2 separate regions of the Arabidopsis thaliana genome follow, and region 2 is linked to region 1. A link is a contact called in public targeted proximity ligation data. All regions are on one chromosome and are shown on one strand. The core of a region is the stretch at or near the end of the contact, and the rest is flanking DNA. Distances in the headings are between cores, read along the strand shown. Region 1 holds the start of ACR8 (ACT domain repeat 8). Region 2 holds the start of AT1G12500 (Nucleotide-sugar transporter family protein).

Region 1 (7,670 bases), core at 2,807-5,306:
AACAAGACATGAACTCTTTGCTTATTTTTCTGTCTAGTGGGGGAAGTAACGCGTATGTTGACTTGGGAGTAATGGTAGTACAACGTAAAATGGCTCAATAGTCAAATTTTATAGCTTATAGGCCTTTGTGCCGATGTTAATAATGGGCCTCTATAGAAACATAATGCTATGTATAGCCTAAAAAAGAGGTCCTAAGAATCAGAGGCGTTAGTTGGTGCTGGACTGGGCTTATACCTGCTACTGCTTGAATCTGTAAGAACGAAAACGAATTTACTGCAAGATTGTACTGCTTTCCACTTCCTTCCTGGATGATGTTTCTCTTTCTCATGCCTCAGTGATTTAAATCTTAGTCTCAAAAATTTATAAGTAGTTGACGTGATAGCATAAAAGCTGTCGGTAAAATTGATGCATAAAACTAATTAACAACTTAGACCTAATACATGAGAACGACACCAACTATATTATTATTGTAGATAGATGGATCATTGGATTAAACATTTCCAAAAAATATTACTTAAAAAATATTCTTGTAGACTTTTACAGGATTGGAGATGGACATTGTATGATTTTTTCAAGATTTTGATTTTGAAAAATGACATTAATAATCTATATTTACACTTTCTACCACCAACTATTGTGAATTTAAAATTTTAACAAAATTATATAAAAAATTGAGCAACGTGGGAAAAAAGACAAGAGACCCCAATTACTCCATGAATGAATCACCCCACCAAAAGCTTTATTGGCTACCTACCTATATTGCTTTTTCTTGTTGGAAAATTATGATGGAAAGTTCCAATATTCAAAGTCTAGAACATACGACTATATTTTCTTAGTTTCCAACAAACGCATTTTCATTAAGATATAGATCAAAAAGGTCATTATATGACAAACATTCAACAACGAGAAGCAACACCGTCTCATAAGTCATAATAAGAGATCATTTGAAATAATTTCACTCAATTTTCTAGTAAGGTATTGGACATTTGGACTTGCTTAATAACATTCATTGTCATACGAAATATGGCGTTGGTCCGTTGGTAAGAATTTATGAACATGTTTCGCCTCAAAGTCATGGGACATGTGTTGAAAAATCATTACCACATCTTTGTTATTTCCATAATTGGAATCCAACCTGTAAACAATATAATATTCCACTAAGACAATACAAGTCAACCACTAAGAATCTAACAACACACAAAAACTTAACAAAACAAATGTAATAAAATAATTAATCTTAGAAACTTTTGTACAACCTCTTCTTTCATCTAAAACCCCACAATAAAAAAAAAGTAAGCAATTTCTGAATTTCTAATCATCCCTCTCCTCTTTTTCTATATTTACAATAACATGACATGACCAAACCATCACCTAACTTAAAATTTAACCTATCAAACCACACGAATCAAAAGGTTTATCCTTTCCAAGGCAAGCAGACTTCTTAAACAAAATCCGCGTGCCTCTCAAAGGATGAATTTCATCGAACCGGTGGTTCGGTCAACCCAAGATTTGAAAGATTTAAGAACATGATTTGATAAGACCAAAGTTGAATAGATTTCTCCAAACCAAACTTCCAAGTGAAACCAACACTGCTTTGGTTTGTTGTTGTTCTTCTCCATCTCCCTTCTTATGATACATTGTTGGCATCTCCTTCACTCTCAAACACTCCAAACCGATTTTCTCCCTAACCGATTCAATCAATTTGAAGTCCGGTTCGTCTCCATTTGCATCAGTTACATAGAATATGTTTGTAGCCATGTCGCTACTCGTTGATATCTCTGTTCTTGTAACATTCAGACCGTTTTCTCTGAATGTCCGCGTTACTTCCGCTAGTAAACCTTGTTTGTCCGGATGCCTCAGCTCTAATCTCACTCCCTGAAGACAAACCAAACCAAAAAAATGTTTAGATTTCCGATTAAACAACAGAAAAATCAATCAATCTCAGTATAGTGTTATTATACCTCTAGTGCTCTTCTTTCAACTGCAGCCTCTAAGCATTGAATCACTCGTTGCCTCTCTGCTTCCGAACTTATCGGTGATCCATCCTTATGCCGGATATAGAATTCCTGAACAGTTTAACCAAACAAAGGAAAGATTCTATTAGCTCAAAATCACAAAAAAACATCAATTCATCAAACGAATTTACAAGATCATTTCAAGAAACATACCAAGTGAGCTTGGTCTTCAGCTGTGTTGATAGTAGCATGAAACACAGCATATTCCATATCGGTTAACGTACAAACCACATCGAATAGAAGCTTGGTCCGGTCCCGACAATGAACATTAACGACAGAGTAACCCCTCTCAGCCCAATTCTGAACCGTCACAACCACCATTGGAGATCTCTCATGTTTCTTAGATCTCCTCTCGTAGTCTCTATCTTCAAACATAAGCTGATGAAGTCTACGTTCGATATGCATCATCGAATCCACAGTAACACAAGTCTTTGCAGCAGAGTTAACATCGTTATCGCCATTCAAAACGTTCTTTAACCGTCCTTCGATCTTTGATATCCGGTGAGAATCGAGAATCGGAGCTCCTGAGATACAATCTTTGAGATAGATCACAGAAGCAACTCTACCGTTATGTGTCCATAGCTTAGCGTCAACCACATCACAGTTGAGATCAGAGAGAACCGCAAACATCTCAGATAGTAAACCGATTCGGTCTGTTCCGGTTAACTCCAAAGCTGTTAAACCGTTTACTTCAATGTTTTCTCCATAGTAAACCGTCTCGATCGACTGTGAAAATCAGAAAAGAAAAAGATTCTATATTTAGAAACTATGTTCTTGAATTGAAACAAATTCATGAATCTTAAAATTACCTGTTCAATGTATCTCAAGACGCTCTGGTCATTCAATTTGTTTCCGTTTAAGTCAGTGACATGAAAAACTGCAGTAATTAAGAAAACGAATTAGGAAACAAAGTTATATAAATGTAATTAGAAAGATAATTGAATTTAAATATATTATTACCATCCATGTTCCATGTTCCATCAGAAGAAATGTAAGCTTTTTTAATGGAGAGATTCAAATCTGTGAGAATTTGTACAGCTTCTAACAATATCCCATTTCTTCTTGAACTATCAACCTGTGAAAGATCCCAGGAAAAATATTAAATTTTTAAATCTTTTGGCTGAAGCTAATTAAAATTGAATATATTAAAAACTAACCTTGACGATTGTCGCTGAAGAACAAACACCATTGTCGATAACGACCCTGTAATAATAATGTAGGAAAATTTGCTTTAGATTTTTCTCTTTTCCGACAAAATAAAATTAAATATCTACAATAATGGGATTTATTTATCAATTAAATGTTAGAGAAGATAAGTCATAATAAGAAAAATTCAAGTTGATGAAAAATAAGGCCAAGCAAAGAAATTTGGAAAAATCTTCTTTGAGGAAGACAGAAAGTACAAACTTTTAAATATTTTATATATATATTTTGGAAAAACAAAAAGTAAATCAAACGATGACCAAAAAAGAAAAGAAAAAAATTTCAAATTTCAAAACTCAATTGTGAACATTTGAAAATGATTTTTTCCCGGACTGATAAAAATATATTTTCCGGGAGAATTTTCCCACCAGAAAAAAAAACGAGACAAAAAGAAACCTAAAATATAAGTTTTTCAATTTTAAAGCTCTGTTCTTAAAGAAAAATTTTGTAAAAAAAAAAACAGAGAAGAAGAAGAAAACAAACCTTGGAGTGTTCATCCTAATAACAAGCTTTTCATACTCATCCAAATAACCCTTCATCGCCATCTCTGATACAAACTAATACGCCGTCGTTTTCAACCTCTGTTTCTTCTTCTTCTTCTTCTAAAGAATTCCAGCAAAATTAACACATCTAAAATCTCTCTTCACCAGCGTTTCTGTCTAAATGAACGGTGCCGTTTTTATTGGTCTGAGAAACTGTTACTTTTTTTCTCTCTCTCTCTCTCTCTAGAATGATAGACAAAGCACGCTTTCACATAATCCTTCCATACACTGAGACTCCTTATATTTATATATATAATGGATAAAAATAAAATATTTAAATTAAGTTGGTAATATATCTCTCCAAATTATATAGAAAAGAAAAGTCACATGGATCACCACGTCTCACGCATGTTACTAATTGCTAAAAGTCTCCTTTAGTTGGACTTATAATGTTTCATCCTCTTTTTTTTTTTTTTTTATCTTTAAACCTTAAAAATGCTTCTATAACCATCATTCATTCCCTCTAAAGTTTTAAACCCAACAAAACACTAATCCATTTATCTTACTACTATTAATTCTTACCAAATGAGGATTTTTAGTTTTTAGTCAGTCAATCCAAATCTTTTTATTTATGGTACTTTTATATATTCCATTCATATACATATATACTTCTACTTTAACTTATTTGGTTCCAAAACACAGAATAATCGAAATCGAAACCAAATCCCAAAAAAAAAAGGTTAAATTAGCTATTAAATATTCCCGGAATTAGTTAGAAATCCCATCATAAGGGAAACCAATAAAAAACCAACCATCCCTCCACGTGTCAATGGATCCCTAACTCTGGTTGTTCAACTGTCCAGCTAGGACGCCACCTGTTCTAGTTCTTCCTTTACTTTGCGTGCATTCCACTCTACCATGATCCTCTCCCGACAATAATCGATCTAACGGCCAGGGTAGGCCACGTGTCATAATCTTAAAGGTCCCACGTCAAATGATACTCGCTTCATAGCTAAGATGAGAAATTTCTTTTCTAGTTCATCGATTCACACACCTCATTACATTGGCGCGTGATCTATACGCGCTTCTTCAAAGTCCGTACTTGTCTCGAAACAAAGTTCCGGTAATAACCTCGTATTTGGTTCGGTTTCTTTGCTTTATAAGGGTATTTAAGTCTTCTTAGCATTGAGAATCTCGGAATCGAGAGGCGTACTTTATAGTAGAAGAGAAAGATCTTTATGGGACCTACTTAAAAGCTGGCATGAGAGAGTGTCACTTTAAGCGTGTCGTGAGTGGCAAACTTGTCTTTTCGTCGAGAGAATTTAGGGGTTAATCACGTGGAGACATTTAATTGGTGCCGCAAGAAAAAAGTAAATTCGCGCGTGATACTCACGTTGATGAGATGATTTTTCTCGACCTACCCATTACTCTCAATTTACCGAACCTAGCCTATATACCAATTTTAAAATTGGTTATGAATCTTATGATAATAAAAACTCCTAAAAATGGAATATCATATATCAACTTTATTGGAATTTTTTGATCGTCCATAAGCGTGATTTTGTTTTAACTTTCCTGTAAAACAGATATATAAGAATCCAAATATCATAAGATTCTTATCTTATTATGTGGATTAGATGCTACTACTAGAAGAATTTTTGAGAAGAAACAAGTGTATTACATAAGGATCTAATGAGATCATTCGTATTAAATACGAATATGCCCCACGTATGGGCCACTTTCTTCCTGAACCATGTCACGTGCAGTTTACATGTCTTAACGATCTTGAATCATGCTCGGTCTTAGATCTTGCCACGTCGACGACACACTTCTCTCTGACTCTGTGAGTTTTTTAGTTTCATACATCCTTGGACGTGCGTTGCAGTAACCAAAAGCTGCAGAAGCATTTAACTATTCGTCAAGCTTAACGGACAAAGACGATTCTTCTCCCCTATTTATTAGCTATTAATGCGTAGTTTTTCATTAATGACAATTTGGTGAGTATTAAAATCTGATTTAAGTTTTATAACTCGACAGCCAATAGTAGTACTGTTGCAAATTAAAAATGTGACAAAAATCGAAATATGTAGGCGGAGAATCTTAGAACAACTACAAAGAGTTATGATCTTTTCCGTGCATCCAAAATAAAACATCGAAAATATTTTGGCTCTTTTAAAAATTATTTTGTCTCTTGTTCTGTCTTTCCACGTCGGATTTAGCGGGAAAATGTGAACGATTCTCCGCCGGAAACGGGAACGGACGGTAATAGGTAACCGGTGGGAGCCACGTCATATTAAGATCATGACGATGGATTAAGGCAACAGAATCAACCAAAAGAAAACGGGTCCACGAGGATTTGGTTGGGTCGGTCGGTGTCGTTAATTCTCCGATAAATTCTTATTTTTATGATAATCTTTTTTACGTGACTTTCTTTAAGAATAATTCGATTTGTTTTAAAGAAAATATGTGGAGCTTAAAGGGAAAAAAACACAGCCCACAAGAAAAAAAACAGCCTTTGTGTAACTCGTAGGAACAAGACGTTGAATGGACAGAAAAATCCCGAGGAGAATTAGCTGACGTAGCTAAGACAGCTCATACATTCTCGTTTCAAAAGCATTGAAAATTCCTTTTTATAGCAAGGATGTTAACTTTGATTCTAAATACAGTGCAACCTACCCTAACCTAATATCCATTGGGCAATTTCGTAATTGACAATGTAAACCAGAAAAAGAAGTGCTTTTGGCTGAGACAAAAGTTCGGTTGTTGCTTTTTTGACTGATTAGTGTTTTAGCGCCAAATTTGAATATGTTTTCCCTCTCTTTGATCAAAGAAGTCTAAAATGTTGCGTTTGGATGATACTTAGGGTTAAGTGCATGCGACATCAGTATATAGATATAGACATATAGTTGTGTTAGCTACATCTCATGTATTGGCAAATATCATATCAAGATTATGCGCATCAAATTGTAATATACTTGCATGATCTATTAGACTATTAGGATATCTCTGTTCGAGGAGAGTTTGTTTGTCAACTTGTAGCTCCAATAATATTGTTAACTACCAAGACAGCTTTTTCATGTCCATAAGCTATTCATATTGTATTGTTCAATCTCATCAATCAGCAATTGTTTTTTTTTGTTTGTAGATCATAAATGAGCTCAAATTCCAATTTCGGGAAGATATTCGCACGACCTCAGTATAAATTAGTATATGTATTATACATATTCTAAGATGTTATTAAATCATTGTTAGAGATAGTCGGGAAGATCAAATTATATTAAACTTCTACAAAGATCACACCATTACTCTCAAGGGGCATGTTGTTCCTCGGACGTGACAAAAACTTGAAATATTTCGTATTATTTTAGTGAGAGATATTTTATATGCTGAATAGTTTATTCATTTCGATAGAATGATAGTTGTAAATGGAGATTGATTAGGCATATAGCCGATTTATATTTTATAACTGAGATACGAATAAGGCAATGTCGACTCTTCCGTATTACAACTGTCGACAAATTTCCATAGTTTTAGGAGAACTTCGCGGATCTAAGGATCTTCCCTTAATTTATACTAAGATCTTAGCCGTCCAAAAGAATATTGAAACTACCACACTCTCAAAGTTTGACTATTATTGGATTTTGTCCGTTGATGACCATGTAAATGTGTCTCTAACATATTCAAACGCTTTTAGACTAATCCAAGTGAGTATTTGTTTAAGACTCAATTCGAAAAGATCAACAAAGCAAACAATGAAAGAAAAGTTGAGTAGTTCTTCTTGTAGTTGTTAATCGTAGCAGTCCAAAATGTTGAGGATTCCATGATTTCACCTACATATAGATTTTAATTATTTCATCAAAAATAAAAATAAAATGAAATGATCCTTTGTAATATTTTTAGTGATGGGTAAATTAATCATTTGTATCTTTAATTTATCTCATAAAAATTATGACATATAGTTAAATTGTTG
Region 2 (7,670 bases), core at 1,941-4,440, 36 kb after region 1:
ATGATATATCCAGAGTCTTTTTTTACCAAGGCTGCTTTTTATGCTTCTAGTTTATCTCACTCAGTTTACTTCCTTACATCCTTTTCAGTGATCGCAATATGCTCTGGAGTCTGTTAAGTTTAAACTTTGGCAGACACTTGAATGACAGAATTTGGTGCAAAAAGGTTTAAACCTGCGTAGACAGGACTTTTCGCTAAGGCACGCCACAAGACAGCTTGACTGCTAAGTCCCAAAACATATACCGAAACATCCAATCGGGAACCTTAGAAGAAACGGCCATAGCTCCTCTTTTGGAAGCAGAATGAAGATAATGAAGATATTAAAGAAAAAAAAACAAGGCCGTTCCCATTAGTCACGAGATTCAAATGCAAACCAAAGTCAGTTTGCTCTTCTGTCTACAAAACATAATTTGAGTCCGTTAAGTTGGACCGGTTCGGTTTAGTTAATTCGATTGCTTTTTGCTCTCTTGTTTGGTTAAAACTTATAAACTTAACATATAATACTAACATTTTGGAAAAAGGGGTCGAAAGATTAAAGCAACCAAACATATGTGCAGAAATATGAATGGCATATATTCTTCTTCTTTGTAAGAGATTTTTCTATGAATTTCGTTCCAAAATGCTTTACTTTTTTATATGCAATTTATGAGAATGAGACCACAACAACTTAGATTGGTGTACATATATCAAATGAAACATGTAATATAACAGTCCTATAACTACTTATAGAAACCTAATTAAACTATTACGTAGTGTTACCACCTTAAAAGGTTAACAAACCTTGACAAGTAAGTCTAAAGATAAACTTAACCTACATTAGCTAACATATCATCATCTTTTCAAACCCATTTAATACTGATTAAATCCTAGATGTCAGGTTGCTTCAGCTGAGAATAGCTTGATTACCCAATTATATTAATCAATAAAAATGTGTGTGTGCCTAACATTTTTGTAACAAAGAACGATATCTTATGCTAAGCTCAATAGGTTTTAGATCAAAATAATAATTCCAAATCATAATAAGAATACATGATCTAGAACAATATGTTACAAGTGAATTAATGAGCAAGTTGCCAAAAAAAAGAGCAAGTTGCCAAAAAAAAGAGCAAGTTGCTTAAGAAAGGTGTAAATTTAACCCACCAGATGAAAATGCGATTTCGCCTAACAGAAAAGACTCGAATCAAAAGTAGAAAGAAATTTATTATTTTGACTATTTTCCTCACTATGTTTCGATAATTTTGGTAAGACAAACTATAAAACATAATAGTACAAGAAAAGAAAAAACTAAAAGAAAGTAAAATAAAATAAAGATACAATCTTATTTCCTTTAATTATGCTCCCTACTTTTTCACTTTTGTTACATAAATATATCTCCACTTTTCTTTTCATAGTTTTTCCCCAATCTCAACCATTTACAATTAAATTGATTTTCCCCCTCTCAAAACGAACCAAACCGGTTCCAAACAATAGCAGAATTCCAAAGAATCAAGAAACTAAACCGAAAAAAAAGAAGTAAAAATTAAAAAGTAAAAATTACTTCACCGGTTTAAATCCAATAATCTTTCTCTTCACACTTTTCACTTCTGGTTTAGCAATTTGGATCTCTTCCTAGCTTCGCTATAGAGAACCACACCCATAATCGTCACACCAAATCCGGCTATTCCCATCACCGTCACCGGATTCCTAAATATCAAAACCGAGACTCCGGCAGCCACCGCAGCTTTTCCGTTCCCCAAAACCTGCAATGTGAGAGCACTTGTATGCTTTGTCACCAAGAAATTCGTCAAATTCACTAAATATGCCACTGTCGCATTCCCGGCTAACAAGAAGATGATCAATGGATCCGTCCTCGCTTTCTCGATTAGAACTCTTAAAACGTTTCCTTCAATGTATAGCGTAAATGGTAGTAAGATACAAGCCGCCATTGGAGCCATGTATAGCAAAAGATTCATAGAATGTAGCTTCTCCGATTCCGACGTCAGAATAATCCCCTACAAAATACACAAAATCCGGTTCAACCAAACCAATAGTGAGATCCAATAGACGCAATTCGATCATACCGATCGATTAGAATCTGAATTATCTGTTTAAATGCTATAGATTGAAATTCAGACAGAGACTGAACTAAACCGGACTCATTTCAGTTCTAAGAATAAAAACCGGATTCGAACTGGAACTAAATTTCTTCCAGATTTGTTATAATAAACCTGGATTCGGAAAAATTTAAGAGTGATGTTTTGTAATAAAATCGAAATTCGAACGCAATTTCTGATTCTCTTAGTACTAAAACGGAAAATTCAATACACCAAACCGATTAATACCTGGACGACGGATTTGAGAGCTCTACCGGCGGTGGAAGCAACACAGATAAGGAAACCAAAAAGATGAAAAGAAGGTTCAGAGTTAGAAGCAAGAACGATGCCGGAGACAACCGGAAGAAGAGCTAAATAAACTTCAGTGGACTCTGTTTTACAAGTAATGAGAAAAGAGAACACGGCGGTGAAAAACGGCGTCGTAGCTCCAATAGCTTGATTAAAAGAAACAGGGATATAACGTAGCGAAGTGTTGCCACAGACGACGGAGAGACAAAAGATCGCTGACAAAGAGAGGATCTTTAGAAACTGACGGCGAGATAAGATGTGCTGACGTGGCACGATTCCGGCGATATTGATTACGGCGGAGCTATAGGCGGCGCATGATAACATGTGTGTCATGGTGAGGAAGATTGGGTAACGGAAACCGTAGTAGAAGAGAAGGTATTTGTTTAAGAGGAGGACTCCTATATTTGAGCCAAACCAGGCGGCGATTATAGCCGCCGTGAGGATTGTTGGTGATACGGTGGGGGAAGAGAGGAAGAAGGGTTTGAGTGGTGAAGAAGCGGAGGAGTGTGGTGGTGTTCCGGGGATGTCTACGATGGTTGGTGCGGCGGTTGCGGCGGCGTCGAATCTAGGATTGCTCATCCGCCGCGTTGTCCATGATTGAGCTTCAACCATTTTTCGGATAGGGGCGAAATGGGAATAACAATAAGTTTTTCTTCTTTCTTTCTTTTTCTAGAGAGAGAGAGAGAAAGTGTGAGTTTTTATCTTTTTCGGTGGGGATTGAGATCTGAGTGAGTGAAGAAGAAGAAGAAGGAAGATGATTAATCGGACGGTGGAGATTCAGATTTAGCTGTAAAGGTTTAGAATGATATCAGCCGTTGGATCTTATAGTTGGAGGGAATTGTTATATTTAAAAATAAAAGAAAAATAAATAAAAAGACAAATCTAAGAAAATTAATTTTAAGATTCGAAGTCTTGTGTTCGGAGACTAAGCATGAGTCAGAAGTGTCGGTAGTAGGTCCACATTTGAGATCCGATGGAAGCAATCCTCTATGACGCAGCCTAATTTGTAATTACATACAAACCCCACTCACTAATTATTTAGCCTCTCTTTTCAAGTTTTGTTTTTAATAATTGTCCCTTAATACAATATTAGCAATAGTTGAAACACACATTAGCCTAACATTAACATTCCAGAACACACCAAAAATTAAAAAATCTCAACTAACAAAGTTGGATAAGTCACATTTATATATGGTTACATCAAAACAAATGCGTCGGTGTTGACCAGATTTAGACTCTCTCTTTTTTGGGTTGATTATATATGTTTAGATTTCAAAGAAGCATTTGAAACTATTTACATTTGACAATAGAGGTCGTACATTTTAATAAAGGTTGTCACAAATACCAAAATCTAATCAGATCTGTGAAGTAAATAACGCGATTTTTCTTTTGCATCAGCATTAATCACGCATTGTGTTTATCATCGAAATGACTAATTGACTATATAAGTCATCTAAATATATTAATAGATTTGTTATGTCATTCAAAGTTCAATACCAATTATGGTAACAAAATAGATTATAAAAGGGATATTATAATTCGAGAAAAGGGGACTTGGCCAATAGAATGCATTATTCTTTGCTACTTTCTGCAAAATATTTTCTTTATCGCATTGCATAGATTAAATTATTTTATACGTTCATTACTTGCCATTTTTCCCACTGATCATGCATGCGATTGCTAATATCTAAGGTGATAATAATTTTGTTAGGTGACTTTTGTGAATTCGACAAATATATCCTTCATGCGAAAGGAAAAAAATAACATGGTGGATAATAAATTTGATAAGAGCCATATTAATGAATTACAAAAAGAGAAACTGTTCGTTGACAAAAAAAAATGTCCCACACTGAAAAGGAATCCAAATATGAAAGATGCAACACAGAAATCATGATTTTCTACGAGTGTGTGTAATAGGTAAGAGCTATCTTTACTTAGAAGGACCAGCTCACTTTATCTGTCTTCTTTGCATTCCCTAAAAAAACGAAATGACTCCTTTTGTAAATTGCCGTAAGACAAAATCCAATGAATGATAATAAATGATTACAGCACGTCACTTAGTAAGAAACATTTAGAATGATGAATGTCTACGTATACTTATGATATCATCAAATCAACTAATTCACTAGCTAAAGCTAATCCTTTTATTTATGTAGTAGTTTAGACTAAATAAATAATTATGTATCGACCTTCATAAATTAAAACCAAAAAAGTATGTATGGCTCCCTAATAAAAAAACCAGACAACAGAAATTACACCAAAATGTTTGAAGTTTGATGTTCTGTCTAACCATTACTATTTAGTTTAATACTACAAAGCAATCAATTTTTAATGTAAGAAAAAAACATAGTATATAATAATTCATCTCTGACAATGTGAGATTTTATTATTTGAGAGTAGTTTATAGCAGCACATAACATTTCACATGTTCTTGGAATTCAAAATTCTATATGATTTAAATACTTCTTACGTTTACCAGAATAAATTATGTAGGGCACAATATTGTAGGAACCATTTGTTTCCATGTGCGACCCAATTTTAGTGGGCCAAAAACAGTGAAACTAAAGCTAGTTGCTGATAGGGCCCGCGTGACAACGAAACATTATCTAAAACATTTGGTCTATACTATTACAAAAGCAAAATGGCTTCGCCCGGGTTCGAACCGGAGACCTTCAGTGTGTTAGACTGACGTGATAACCAACTACACCACGAAACCTGTTGAACATTGATTAGATACACACAATATATAGTATAGTGATCAAATTCTGATAGGGGCTCAACATTAGTTACGCAATTGAAAGTACAGAGAGTTTTGGTACAAAACAAAAAGCTTGTGTTGTTTCAATATAAACCTCAAGTTTTGATACAAAACAAGTTCTCAATCACTAAAAAACGTAACGTTTTATAAAATGTATGGTTGTTGACTTGTTATTAAACCTTACTGGCCACGAAATCGCTGTTTGTAGCTTCCCATATGACAGTACCATCACAAGAACAAAGTTTTTTGTAGTTTTCTCCAACCCCTGCGCTTCTAGCAATCACTGCGGCGGTCAATCCGGGGCCTGACTTATTATCATCGGTCTTGTACACCACGACGGCTCTCCCGATAAGGTCTGCAACCTTGAGTTTCTCTTTCTTTCCCGAATAAAAGGCCTCTCCGTTTTTGTCTGCCTCTAGTGTTCCCAGGTCTCCCAATGGCTGACAGAAGAAAAAGAGAGTTTTTAGAGGATTGTGATGACATTTTCGTTTTCTAAGAATGCGTTTCACCAACCTCTGTGCCAGTTTGATCTTGAAATGGATTGTACAAGCTCCCTGTGCTGGCTGCTCCGTTTGTGAGATCTCCATACTCGTTGATACACCAGCTGTGGGTTCCGGGTGACAAACCGGTAAAGTTGGCTTCGATTCTTGCAAGTTCCATACTGACCTGAGCAAATCGGACTACCCCGAAAATGTCAGGGCCTTTGAATTCTGCTACTGCAGCTGAGACTAAGAAATCTGCCAAAACACATCACAAAGTAAATATCATAAAACAAATGAGGAAAGAGGTCATCAATGAAAGACAAACCGTGGAATTGAAACGGTAAATCCTCAAATTCAATACTGTCAGTGTATTAAAGAGTAGCTCAAGAATGGAAAATTGCCAGTACGTAAATCTTCTTAATGTTGAACTAAACATAAACACAAGCCATGTACTCCTTACATGTTCTATGAGCTGAGAAAATATATCTTCTTTCTTTTGATGTTCAAATCTTTCTTCTCAAACAAAAACCAAAGTGACCCGAGAAGAGATATCTAACCTTGAGGAACACCTTGTCCAATTAAGCGAGCTTTTCGACCAGTTTGCTCCAAAGCTTGAGTCATAGCCTTAACAGGGGAAGATCCAAGTATCCTCACAACTTGATTGGACAAATCCACCTCCACTTTCTCAATACCTTACAAGATTAAAAATTTCCATTACACATAATAAGCACCAACAAAGTAAATCATAACCAAACAGACGACGATTAATAAAGTTGTTTCTCCTACTACCTTCAATGGTTTCTAATTTGTTCTTCACAGCATTAACACAACCCTCACATGTCATATCCACCATAAACTCAGTCTGGAACACACAACACAAGTTCTCACTAGCTCAAATCCAAAAATTGTTGTATAAAGATACAGGATTACGAGAAAGACTTACAAGAAGCTGAGGCATGGCTCGATCCTCCTGCAAATCAAATTCAGCTACTTAAATACTTAATCATCGAATCAGGAAAGCGAAAAAGCTCAAATTGGAAATAGGGTATTTCAAAAGTTCAAAGCTTTAAACCAAAACCTGATGGAGATTACGATCAGAAGTGAGAGCAGTCGCCATCGGAGAGCTAACGAAGCTTCGTGAAAGTCCCAAGAGACGTGGAGACGATCGGGAGAGGAAGGAGAAATTGAGAGATTGAGATTTGGGGTTGGTAGAGGAAGAAGAAGAAGAAGAAGAGAAGGCGATCGCGATGGGAATCGCAGAGGCGGCGGCTACGACGGCTGAAGTCGTTGCCACTGACCTGAGAATTGATGCCATTATCTTGCTTCTTCAGTTTTTGCGGCTTTTTATTTCTGACCTTTCAACAACCTTTAAATTTTATCATTTTTAATTAAAAAATAAATCGGTTAATCTGGGGATCACTATTACTTTGGTAAATTAATGTGCAGTAATTCTGTTGTTATTACAAACAGTTGGTGTTATTACCTTAAACGCAATAATATTTCAGAGGGAGTTTATTGATGATACAAAAAACAGTTTTAGCCAAAGCCAGGAGGGAGTTCAGGATCTTCTTCATCATCATTATATGCTTCTCCTTTGTTATCTTGTACATCATCACTACATGCCTCTCCTTTGTTATCTTCTACAGCTCCTTTAATCAGCTCTTGCTTCTGTTTACTCGCTGGACTGGTGTTGAAATCAGTTCTTGCTTCTTTTTTTGGTGTTGGAATCTTATGTTCCATTTCTCTAGCGGATGTTCCGCGTTTCTCGCCTCTCGGGTTAGATAATGTGGCGTAGACGGATTGAACGGTTTCTCTGATTTCATTCTTCATCCCGTCTTCTGATCTTATTATCCCCCATAAACCATCTGAGAGCTGGCTTAGCATCTTGCTCCTACAGGAAACAATCCAAAAAATTTAGTACGCTTGTGTCATAATCATTTACAACAACAGGAGTTAGCTGAATAGAAGAAAATCCCTCTTAATTTACCCGACTTCTTCGAATATCGCATCAGAGAGTTGCCTGGTTTTCATATTTTGAGCACCATGTCGT

The links.
Region 2: a targeted proximity ligation map of shoot shows a contact between it and region 1, with 18 read pairs. A contact is called at or near these places in 3 of 26 Hi-C or Micro-C datasets (leaf, root and vegetative nucleus) and 1 of 2 datasets of targeted methods (shoot).

What each region holds. Positions count from the first base shown.
Region 1 is chr1:4,225,155-4,232,824 of TAIR10.1, forward strand. ACR8 (ACT domain repeat 8) reads right to left here and starts at 4,057. Exons shown (of 7, transcript NM_101114.4): 1 at 3,702-4,057; 2 at 3,173-3,218; 3 at 2,976-3,090; 4 at 2,825-2,892; 5 at 2,169-2,741; 6 at 1,962-2,066; 7 at 1,085-1,875. The coding sequence starts at 3,763. The coding sequence ends at 1,519. CLP2 (CLP protease proteolytic subunit 2) reads left to right here. Exons shown (of 9, transcript NM_101113.4): 9 at 1-100. It overlaps AT1G12411, which reads right to left and starts at 328. Exons shown (of 1, transcript NM_001123801.1): 1 at 167-328. The coding sequence starts at 328. The coding sequence ends at 167.
Region 2 is chr1:4,261,966-4,269,635 of TAIR10.1, forward strand. It overlaps AT1G12500 (Nucleotide-sugar transporter family protein), which reads right to left and starts at 3,191. Exons shown (of 2, transcript NM_101122.4): 1 at 2,321-3,191; 2 at 1,185-1,990. The coding sequence starts at 2,992. The coding sequence ends at 1,577. CCS (copper chaperone for SOD1) reads right to left here and starts at 7,017. Exons shown (of 6, transcript NM_101123.4): 1 at 6,699-7,017; 2 at 6,564-6,590; 3 at 6,410-6,482; 4 at 6,178-6,312; 5 at 5,652-5,875; 6 at 5,109-5,578. The coding sequence starts at 6,935. The coding sequence ends at 5,312. AT1G12530 reads right to left here. Exons shown (of 3, transcript NM_101124.5): 2 at 7,608-7,670; 3 at 7,021-7,511. The coding sequence ends at 7,157. AT1G04957 (a long non-coding RNA gene) reads left to right here. Exons shown (of 1, transcript NR_138808.1): 1 at 1-394. It also overlaps AT1G12510.